Regions from separate parts of the Zea mays genome. Here regions 1 and 2 are each linked to region 3. Evidence: chromatin contacts called from public Hi-C data. All regions are on one chromosome and are shown on one strand. The core of a region is the stretch at or near the end of the contact, and the rest is flanking DNA. Distances in the headings are between cores, read along the strand shown.

Region 1 (3,717 bases), core at 463-2,962, 480 kb after region 3:
TTGAATCGAAATATCAATGTGCATCTAAACAAAAATAAGGAAATGTGGAAGTATATTTTAATATCTTGAGAACTGTTGATAATAAGTTGTTGCTTCCTAAACTACTATTGCCAGAATGCTACAAATCACAAATCATAATTTTATGTCAGCATACGACGAGTCTTGAGATTTTAACAGACAAACCTGTCCTGGAAGAACAGATCAATGATCCCATTTCTACCATTTTCATGGTTAAAGAAGATGAACAGAGCCCAATGCATCAGCCATATCCTGTTCTGGAGCTGATTCAGAGGTGATGAGAAGTTCTGCCAAAAGATAAGGAAGGAACAAGGTTACTAATATAACATATACAAAGAGCAAAGAACACACTACGAAACATTGATGGTAGAACCTTTGAATCAATTATTTCCTTCAAGCGGTTGAATTCCTCCAAAGCCACATCCCAGTTCTGCATTAGGATTTCTGCTGCTAGCTTTCCCCAGAGGGCACTCACACTTCGCTCAGTATCTGTGCACAAAGCACGATACTGGTACAGGTACTCAGCAGCCCAGGAGTAGTTACCACACTCAAACTGAAATTTGGCATACTGATACAGAGCTTCAATCTGGTCAGGACCAATCTGCATTGTTAAACAAGGATTTAGTTCGTTAGCATTTAGCACAGAAGAGGCTATAACAATAAAAGTGCACAGCTTCAACATTCCATCTGAATTTTGATCTTAGTTAATGTGCACTGTGCTTTCTCGACAGTGCTCCAGCGGCAAAAACTCTGACTCTGAATTGTCCCTTACTGCAGAGTTGAAAGAACATAGACTTCAACTAGGCTCAATTTGAAAGCACTTTTTGGACTATACGATACAAGGAAATCAACTACGATCCTAGGAAGAATTACATGTCTAGATTTTAGGACACCTGCTAGAATACATATAACATACTGAATTATGCATAGTACCAAATAAAGCATATCTCACAATGTACTTATGTGATCCTTAATGTGGGAGCTAAAGTCAGCAGTCAGCCAATTCAAGATTCCTCACAACATGACAACATACTGCAGAACTAGGACCAAATCACTTGTATGATAATGATATATGTAACCACATTTAGCAACGGTAAGATCGATTCACTATATGAGCAAATCCGTTTCAGGATTTTTAGTGACACACAAATCCATAGCTTCGTAACAACGTCTGAAAACGCTCCAAAACACGGAATTCCACCAACCTAACTAAATAAAGCACGCATATATATATCTTTAACAAAAACAAGGCAGAAGCAGACCTGGTATCTCTCCTGGAGCATGTGGATGTTGTACTGTTTGTCGGGCCTGAGCTCCTGCACGAGCTGCGGGTTCTGGAGGAAGGCGACGAGCGGGGCTGCGGCCTCGTCGAGCGACCTGAGCCTGGAGACGACCTCGGAGCGGCGCTTGACCATGTCCTCGGGAACGTCATCGGTGCCGTGGAGGGACTTGTGGATGTCCATGGCGTAGTCGACCATGTTGGTGCCGCTGAGGAGGCGGATCTTGGCCTCCAGGATCTCCGGCCTCGAGTAGAGCTGCCGCTCCTGGAGGAACTCCAGCAGCGGGAAGACCAGGTGCCGGTCCAGCTGCGCCGCCATCAGCGCCGTGAGGTCGTGGTCCGCCATGGCTGGTGCTTCAAGCTCTCTTAGCTGCCTCCCGCGTGCGGCTAGGATTAGGGTTCCTTTCGGGTTTGAGGGGGTGGGGAGCGGGGAGGAAGAAAGAGAGGAGGGCAAGGGAGTTATTTGTAGACATAGCCAAACGGGCCGCCCGGCCAGGCCCGGTCCAGGCCCGGGCCCGATGAAGCCAGGCTCGCTAGACACGGTTGGGAAAATGGGCCAGACCGTCTAAGTCCGCGAGCTCGATTTCTTGTCCGAGTCCGGCCCACAGCGGGTCTAAACGGGTCGAGCACGAAAAAACGGGGCGAAAGCGGGCCGATAAGTACGTTTTAGTGCAAAAAAGCGGGCTTAGAGGTAAACAGGTCATGCCGGACTAGCCTACCGTATCTAGTTTCCTGTCCGAGCCTGGTCCGCTTATTCGTGCCGGGCCAGCCCAGACCCTATATAACTGAGCCGTGTCGGGCTCAAATCGGGCCCAAATAGCGGACTTCGTGTCGGGCTCGCATACCTCGTGCTTATTGACCATCTATAGTTATTTGCCCATTCGCCATTATCAAATACGGGCTTCGCCCAAATGCCATCATAAAATTAGGTTTCGCCACTATGCCATTTTTAACCATCGTTCCACAAACAAAATTTAGAATTATACCAATCCAGTTCAGTGCCATTATCAAACTCGGTCTAAACGCTAAAATGCATTTTGTTGTTTAGGTTCTGTTTGGGAGAGCTTCACTTCAAGAATTTCAATTTTGTTCGAACTTCTTCAACCCAAACAGGTCCAGCTCCACGAGCTTTAGTTTTAAAAAAAATCGAAACTAGAGGCCCGTTTCATGAAATTCATGAAGCTCCATAGAGGGTGCTTCAAAAACACTGTTTTTATATCTCCTCATGAAGCTGTACGAAAATTACCCACCATGCCACTGGTTACGCAACATACAATTTCCGTTTTATCTGGCGACAACCCACTAATCATCAAGAGTAATCAAGGAAACCCACACAAATCAATTGTACTATAGAAGTTGGAGTCCATATACAAACCAAACGCTCCTGGAACTCACCTTAACAATTTGCTGGAGCTGTTTTATAGTAAAACTGGAAACCAAAGCTGAAGTTTTTGAAGTGAAGCTCTCCTAAATAGGGCCTTAATAAGATGAAAAATGATCAATTTCCCTAACTGTTGCCTCATGCCGTATAATAAACTTGCTCTCCTCTCTCCTCGCGCCATGGATCGCTCCGCCGCCGGCGTCTGCCATGGAGGACTTCGCACGCGCGGTGGAGGGCGGGGCTCAAGCTGTCGTAGCTCGTGCTCCCGGGAGGGGTGCCACTGCCGCGCCCGCCGACGGGGATGGAGCGCACTGCAGCCGCTGTGCTCCGCCGCCTGCGGCCCCGCTCGATGCGGCCATCGTGCCTGTGCTTCTCCTCCGCGGCGGCGACGACCACCACCTCGTCCTCCTCGCGGCGTACTCGCACTCTCGTAGAGGTGGCCACGGCTGGAGAAGACGACGAACGCAACCTTGGCACGGGAGCTGGGCTACGGCACGTGTCGTTCGCGAGGACGATGGCGGCCAACTCGGTCAGCACCGCGACGGCGAGGTAGACTGCGTTTGGTTGTAGAATGGAACGATACCTTGTTTGGTCAGAGTTAAAGATTAGCACAGCCTTAAAATTGAAACGCTGTTGTCCTGAAACCGAACGCATCTTTGCGCGACAGCAGGATGTCCTGACGTTCTTTATCGTCCCTCCAATTTTTAAGAGATAACTGAAACAACATTTTAATAATTCTGTCCCAACCTTTTAATCAAACAAATTTATTTGAAGAATCGTCTCATCTTTGTCTTATCCTATTATTGCAATCAAACATATGACTTGACGTTTTAAGGCCCCAGGCCCAAGCACAACGCAGCTCACGTTTTGAGCTCGTGTGTTTAACTGTTTACGCCGCGCAAAATTCTCGCAAAAGAAAGCAGCGGTGTGTCAGTGTCTGCAGTGGTTCTTATCTGCAGCTCTTTTTGCCGCCCGATAATGCGCGTTGCCGCCTCCCAGCTTCCCCTCCCCACCACCACCCCAGCCCGCCGGCGACGGC
Region 2 (3,612 bases), core at 415-2,914, 400 kb after region 3:
TTCTTGCTGCAGTGTACACATAACCATTTGCTGAAGCAAAAACAAATGCTTAGCGCAGAAGATGATGCCATTGGTTACTTCATAGCAGTAGAAACTATAAACTTAAGTCCTTTGTTTACAGTGCTCAGTAGACTGCATATCAACTTATGTTTGTATGGAGTAAAATTAAACAGAGTTCAGTACAAGCAGAAAGTAAACTAAGTGATGGTTTTCCAGACACCTTGGTAAAATATTGGACTAGTGCTGCAAAATATTTGCACGCTTAAGTCTATATCCACTTGAAAGAATAAAAGTATAAAAACAAAGAATGCTCACATCACCAACAGGAAACATTAATGTAACAAACAACAGTGACATTTTGCCATTGATGGTCAGCAAACAATGAAGCAGCAAGAAGACAAATCAGCTGTTTTACCTGATGTTATGTAACCTCTAATAAAAGTACCTAACTGTACTCATTGGAACAGGAATTCCCAACAGACTACAGGATAACTTGACCTCTTTCCATGGTCTAAACAATCTCTGCCATTTGGCTCAAGTCGTGCACCTATCTATATATTTTAATCTAGAAATCTATCCGTTTCTTTCAACAGTGTTTGTACATCGCAAAACGAATTAAAAATGGGATTCCTTCCTAAAATTTAATGCATAATTTTAGATAAGATATAAAAATGGTCTAGAAGGACGGAACATGACATACTGCGCTTATGTCATGCATAAAACTAATCGGATTGCGCCAACCTAGAATAAGAATCTGCTACAGAGAACATATGCCTACATTATCCAATGCCAAATGGCCTCTTCTACGCAACTGATTCTAATAGACCCATCAGTCCACAGGCGATTCATTCTACAACGACGCAATTGTGGACAAAACAGATGTCCTTTACGCTGACAGTATCTTGTGATGACATGAAATTTAGTGCAGGACTAATGAATAATAAAACGGTAAAGAAGTGCCGAATGGGCCCTTACATGTCAGGTGAAGAAACTAATGTACTAATGACTAATGACACAGAAACAGGCTACTATTCACCGATTATGACCAATCCAGGACAATTAATCAGCCAGAGAGGTCGACCCTACTCCCAACAGAAGCAGCAGTAAAACACAGGATAGTCGCAGCCCAACAAGGCCACATGCATCCATTCCAGTTGGTAAGCAAACGCTCCCAGCATAGCGAACCTTTAAGCTGCCCAACCAAGCAAGCACCGCAACCGGACAAACCCAATCAGATCGAATCGAGGGCAGATAAAAACGCCTGATGTCTTTGGTGTGTGGATGCGAGAAGGCAGAGGGAGAAGAGCCGTGGTGGTTGGGGGTAGGGAAGGGGGGGCTCCCCTTACGGACGCACCCGGCCACAAGGCGACGGCCGTTCTCGTAGCGCTGCAGGTGCCGGCCCGTGCGGGCCACCAGATCACACATGCCTGCCTCCCCCTCTCCCACCGATCCCACGGCGGGACACAGGCTGTCCCTAGCCAGGCCCCCAACTTCCTAGAGCATCTTCCTTCTCGCGTCAGGACGGCGAGTGCCGGCCGGCGGCGCGCGGCAATGCGGCAGAGCCGTGGGAGGCCAAGGTCGAGAAGTTGTTAGCGTGGACCTCGCTGCACCATGTGGGGCTTGGGGCGCCCAGCCGCTCGCTTCCTCTCCCTCTCTTTTCTTTTTCTTTCTTTCCTTTGTTTTCTCGTTTATATTTTTTGTATTTTGTGTGGTGGTTTTTTAATTCTTTTTACAGCTTTTAAGAATTTCAATTTTTATATGTTTTTATCATGATACAAATATATGAATACACACACTTCACCCCTATGGCACCTCTAAAAAAATTAAGACGACTGGAAACGCATAAGAATTTCACCGAACGCTAGATTATAAACAGTCTTATAATCCATTTATGTATAAAAAAATGTGCGAGATTTTTACCCAAATTCTATATTGTTTACATTTCTTACAGAAGCGACAGCTCACCCATTTGTGTTAAACATGACTAGATTGTGTTCTGCCTGTGAACTGATGGATAGCTCTACCGACCGTTGAAGCACAAACCATGAGCGACATTAATCTCAAAGACAAACCATCACCAACATAGTACCAAAATAGCAAACTCCACAAGCATATAATACCAGTTCGGAATACCATTCCAGCGAAGCAAGCTCTTGGCAATGTTATAATCCGAAAAAAAAAATACTCAGTTTGTCGAGTTCTCCCGCATGTTGGTGTCATCCCTAGTCCCTACTCACCAGTATGTGTGGCCAATGTGAATTAAATAGGATTAGAAAAAAATTAATTTTTTTGACTTACTATATATTTAAGCCAACGTCCAATCTATATAGATTAAGACTAAAACGAAAAATTAGCATATCATGTATATAACCGTGTAATATTTAAAATGTAGAGTTTAAAAAATAAGAGATAAGGATGAGTAAGGTGGCGTTTAGTTCCCGATGGATTTTTAGAATCTGGATAATGCACAAAATCTAATGCAAATCTCATTATCAACTTATGGAAAGATTGTACGATTCTGGTATAAAATCCAATGCAAAATTAAGGAGGTGTTTAATTTGCAATGAGATTCTAAAAATGGGATAGAAAACAAACATGGCCTAAGGGCATGTGTAACCCATCTAATATATGGGTTTTTAAAGATATTTATAGTAAGGATGGCAACAAGTTTGAAACTCGCGGGTAGAGCGTTTACAGACCCGCACCCATACTTGTCACCCCGCGACGAGTATAATATGCTACTCATACCCGCTACCCACGGATACCACAAACTCGTGGACATACCCACGGGCCCATAATTATACACATACATTTATACATCTCATGTATATATACATATATTTATATACATATATTATACAAATATATATATATATATATATGCACACCTATATAAATATATATATGCATATACATATATATACATAAACATATATATATTAACTGCGGGTATACGGGTTTGCGTGCACGGGTACAATGTTTTCATACCTGCGAGAAAAAACCTGTTGGATTGAGAATCAAACCCACGCTCGTACACGCGGATACAAACTCACATCCAAACCCACACCATATATGGTTTTTACCCGCGGGCACGCGGGTAAAATGTGCACGTTGCCATCCCTAATCTCTAGGGAGTTAATTGAAAAAATATATAAGAGACGATCTCTTCGCAAAGAGCTCGTCTCTTCACGACTCTACATACATATTATCTCTTAATTGTATGTAGAGGGTGTTTGAATGTACTAGAGATAATAGTTATTGACTAAAATTAGCTAGAGACGTCTAAACACTCTAGCTAATAGTTTAGTTATTAGCTATTTTTAATAAATTAGTTAATAGTTAGTTGTTCAGTTCCTCCGTTTCAAATTAAAATTCGTTTTAGTCAATTCATAGGTTCATACAATAATTAACGTATGTGTTTTATATATGTGTCTAGATTCATCTTTATCTAGTTGAATATAGACATAAAAAATAAGACCTAAAACGGCTTGTTGAGAACATGTTCGCCTCGACATGTTAATCCAACGGGGAAATGGAAAATGTGCTTGTAAGGTTGGGTATGGAATGCCAAAAGCTTTGTTTCTTACTGTAGCGGGGCACTGTACGGGGGTA
Region 3 (3,612 bases), core at 755-3,254:
GAAAGGAGAGGAGGAGCTCCGGCGACGCCACCTCAGCGGCGGCCAGAGTAGCCAGCCGTGTGCTGGACGAAGCTCGGAGTCTGCGAACCAAGGACAACACATCCGTAATATTCGTAGATTTTGACGTCCTGAGAAGGGATCCCTGTATCTCGCCAGTTGATTGACATGGCAGATTCCGGAGACTGCAGCTTCCCATGGATCGTCGTCTTCCTGGCTGCTCTATTATATAGCTCCCAAGTTTTGTTGTGTTTTCAGTGAGATGATGTGGTGTAGGAGGCAGAGTGCGTGCATACCGTGTAATCTGGTGCATGCCTTTTAGAGTCTCCTCTCTCTCTCTCTCTCTCTCTCTCTCTCTCTCTCTCTCTCTCTCTCTCTCTCTCTGTCACCCTAGTTGATGAACCGATGATCACCCATCATCCAGGAATGGCTTAACAAATCTCCATTAACTGTGAAGTCATTCGCCATTTTTGTTAATCCGTTTGCGCGTCCAGTTTGAAGTCCAAGGGACGAGATGGAGGCAAGAGAAAGTTGCTTGCTGGTTTCAGTTTGTGCACAGATCTGGGATCAGAAGGCACCGGCTGCCTGCCTGACGGAAATGGGATGCTGTGGAGACTGGCAATGTATCCCAGGATGGAAGGATGAGGGTGGAAGCAGTGCAGCCCCAGAATTCAGGAAAAACAGCAAGTGGTTGGAGCTAGCTAGCTACTACTGTGGTAGTAGGTGATACAGTACACAGGTAAAAAGAAAACAGTACGTGCTAGGCCGTACGTGTACGTGCAAAAAGGTGATAACAACTAGCTAGGCTTTATACATCACCACAACACAGCGTACTGTTGCAGAGAGAAACATCACTGCCAACGAGCGCCTGTCAATGAGTGTTCACCAGGACGATGTCAAGGTCCTCTGTTTGCATTGCCCGTACATCTAGTTGGAGTGTTTGGTTCCTACTTCGACTAAAATAAGTATTCCAAATAGGATTTCTAGGGACTACATTTTAGTCATGTTTAGGAGAGCGACTAAAGGAACCATTTAATAATATGCCACATTAAATATTTTTGATGACATGACATAGTATTTAAGGGCATGTACAACCTAGACACTGTTGTACGGTACTCCAAATATAGGATACAACTAAAACACAACATAATACAATGGTCATGTCTAAAACATGTGTCTTACCATATTCATTGTACCAATCAGAGCATTCAATAAATTAAAGTGATCAATCAGCTAGTCTCCTGTCTCGAACATAGAGCTAAGACACTGTGTCTTCGTCAAGATAAATGTCTTAAGTTTTTTCACATTCACCCCCCTAGACACACTTTAAGATACATCTTAAGATACCTATTGTACATGCCCTAAGAGGATTGAGTTTTATTGGGATGAAACCACGTCGGCTGGTTTCCAAGGTCTTGAAAACTGTATGAACCCTTTATTGATAGTGATCTGTTTCACTTCACATATTTTTTACTAACTTCTATTGGTTATTGAGCTGCGGTATTTAATTGATATGTTAGTCTATAAAGACATGTACAACCCATTTAATATGGAGTCTCTTGAGTGGTCTCTAATGGGCTAAGTGAAAAAAATACAAGAGACAAGCACTTCGCGAAGAGTCCGTCTCTTCACAACTTTCCATACAATGTGTCTTTTATCTGTATTTAAGATGTAGGTCTTAGGATTGTATCATGCTGTCTAAGATAGTGCTCAGGTTTGTACATGCTCTAAGATAGTGCTGGAAAGAGTGCGACGAGATTCCCATTTAGAATAAACTTGAGCTTAAAAAACAAGTTTGGTTTCCTATAAAACGACACCGTATGGAGTACTAAACAGACGGATCCAACCAACAAATTCCTTTCACATGCACCTACTTGCGCTACCCCGACCGACCTCCTCCTTCCCCTCCCCACCCCACCCCACGTGCCCTCGCGATTTGGTACGGTGCATGAGTTGGCGGCGCGCGCTCCTTCCCCTCCCATCCCCTCCCCTCCTCAAAGCCCAGCCACCACCACCAGTCAGTCAACGCGTTGTACATTGCCCTCCTTTCCCTCCTCAAAGCCTCAGACGACCCTCACCAACTCGCTCACGCGCTCGATCACTGAAGCAGCACACAGCACAGCAGCAGCAGCAGCAGGCAGCCATCCCAGCCATGGCGGCCGGCGGCAGCGGAGGCGAGGCCGCGCAGAAGGCGCTGCAGTCGGTGGCGCAGAGCACGGGGTGGACGTACAGCCTCCTCTGGCGCCTCTGCCCGCGCCAAGGGTACGCCTTCTTCCTGCCTGCTGCTCCATCGCCGTCCCAACTCTCGTCCTTGCTAAAGCGCTGTCTGACTAACCGATCTGATCACGCATGCATGCATGGCCCTGCTCATCAGCGCGCTGGTCTGGGCGGAGGGCTACTACAACGGCGCCATCAGGACGCGCAAGACGACGATGACGACAGTGCGTCAGCCGGCGGGCGCGGAGGACGCCGGGGACGAGGAGACGGCGCTGCGCCGCAGCCGGCAGCTCAAGGAGCTCTACGACTCGCTGGCGGCGGGGGAGGCCGCTTACGACGGTGGTGGAGGAGTCGGCGACCCACAGCAGCAGCACCAGCAGCAGGTGGCGGTGGTGCCGCCGCCTCGCCGGCCCGTCGCCGCGCTGGCGCCCGAGGACCTGACGGAGACGGAGTGGTTCTACCTCATGTGCGCCTCCTACTGCTTCCCTCCTGCCGTCGGGTAAACCGGCTATAGCCTATATACATACATGCTTTGCTTTGCATGCTACCTCACGTATCTACAGAATGAAGCACAGCACAGCACAGCACAGGGAACGAACGATCGAGCTCAAGGTCTCCACGTGTAAGATATGCAAATAAATAGACCGGCTCTCTATGCTGTTCTATATTTACTAATACTTTTTTTTTCTCATGCATGTTGTTTCACAGGTGATGATGAACCAAATGTTCGTTCCTTCTAATAAGCACCGCATGTACCAACGATCCTCTAAATATTGACCCTGTTTGTTTGGGCAATTTTTAGTTTTTGGCAATAAAAAGCTGCCGCGGATTAGCAAACGTCCCAGCTTTTCAGTCTGTTTCTATAAAAATCGCTAAAAACCATTCAAAATCAACATAAATACATAATCGATCGAGTCGTCACGATAAATTCCATCGCTATCTAGATCTTGAACCCTTTGAACCATTTCATTTTCCTCCGCACGTAATCCCACGATACTCAGATCTTTCCCACAGCCAGATTCTCTCTACAACCAGATTCTCAAAAAAACTGATCAGAAAAAACTGAACCAAACAAACCCATTATTGTCCTTGCTGGCGAGCTAAATCTTACCAGTAAACTATTATACAAAAAGGCCATCATAGAAAATTACCGGAACACATGTTTTTTTGGCGACATTATTGTTTTTTCTTACCAGTAAACTCCTAAGATAATTATTATTTCCACCTTTTTTGAGCTATTATATATACGTACATGACATTCAAAAACAGTTGTCCCGTCCTATTTTATTTACTCTAATGTCTCTTCATATTACTATAGAGCCCGTTTCTTAGTTTGACATTATCATATATCGTCTAATTCGTTATTCGCATCGTCTTATCCTGAACCACCGCGTGCAA

What was found. Hi-C and Micro-C count contacts between places; a contact is called where the count stands out from the background.
Region 1: a Hi-C map of ear shows a contact between it and region 3, with 2.5 times the contacts expected there. The contact joins the promoter of LOC100193141 here to the promoter of LOC103632119 in region 3. A contact is called at or near these places in 3 of 25 Hi-C or Micro-C datasets (ear, endosperm and tassel).
Region 2: a Hi-C map of ear shows a contact between it and region 3, with 1.9 times the contacts expected there. The contact joins the promoter of LOC100282227 here to the promoter of LOC103632119 in region 3. A contact is called at or near these places in 2 of 25 Hi-C or Micro-C datasets (ear and tassel).

The regions. Positions count from the first base shown.
Region 1 is chr7:20,413,375-20,417,091 of Zm-B73-REFERENCE-NAM-5.0, forward strand. It overlaps LOC100193141, which reads right to left and starts at 1,713. Exons shown (of 7, transcript NM_001138299.1): 1 at 1,281-1,713; 2 at 392-619; 3 at 184-305. The coding sequence starts at 1,643. LOC100284118 (KHG/KDPG aldolase) reads left to right here and starts at 3,601. Exons shown (of 9, transcript NM_001157015.1): 1 at 3,601-3,717. The coding sequence starts at 3,657.
Region 2 is chr7:20,337,525-20,341,136 of Zm-B73-REFERENCE-NAM-5.0, forward strand. It overlaps LOC100282227 (nudix hydrolase 13), which reads right to left and starts at 1,665. Exons shown (of 4, transcript NM_001155139.1): 1 at 1,355-1,665. The coding sequence starts at 1,425.
Region 3 is chr7:19,932,813-19,936,424 of Zm-B73-REFERENCE-NAM-5.0, forward strand. It overlaps LOC103632119, which reads left to right and starts at 2,005. Exons shown (of 9, transcript XM_008653965.2): 1 at 2,005-2,259; 2 at 2,372-2,713. The coding sequence starts at 2,150. LOC542351 (kinase associated protein phosphatase) reads left to right here. Exons shown (of 13, transcript NM_001111928.1): 13 at 1-451. The coding sequence ends at 164.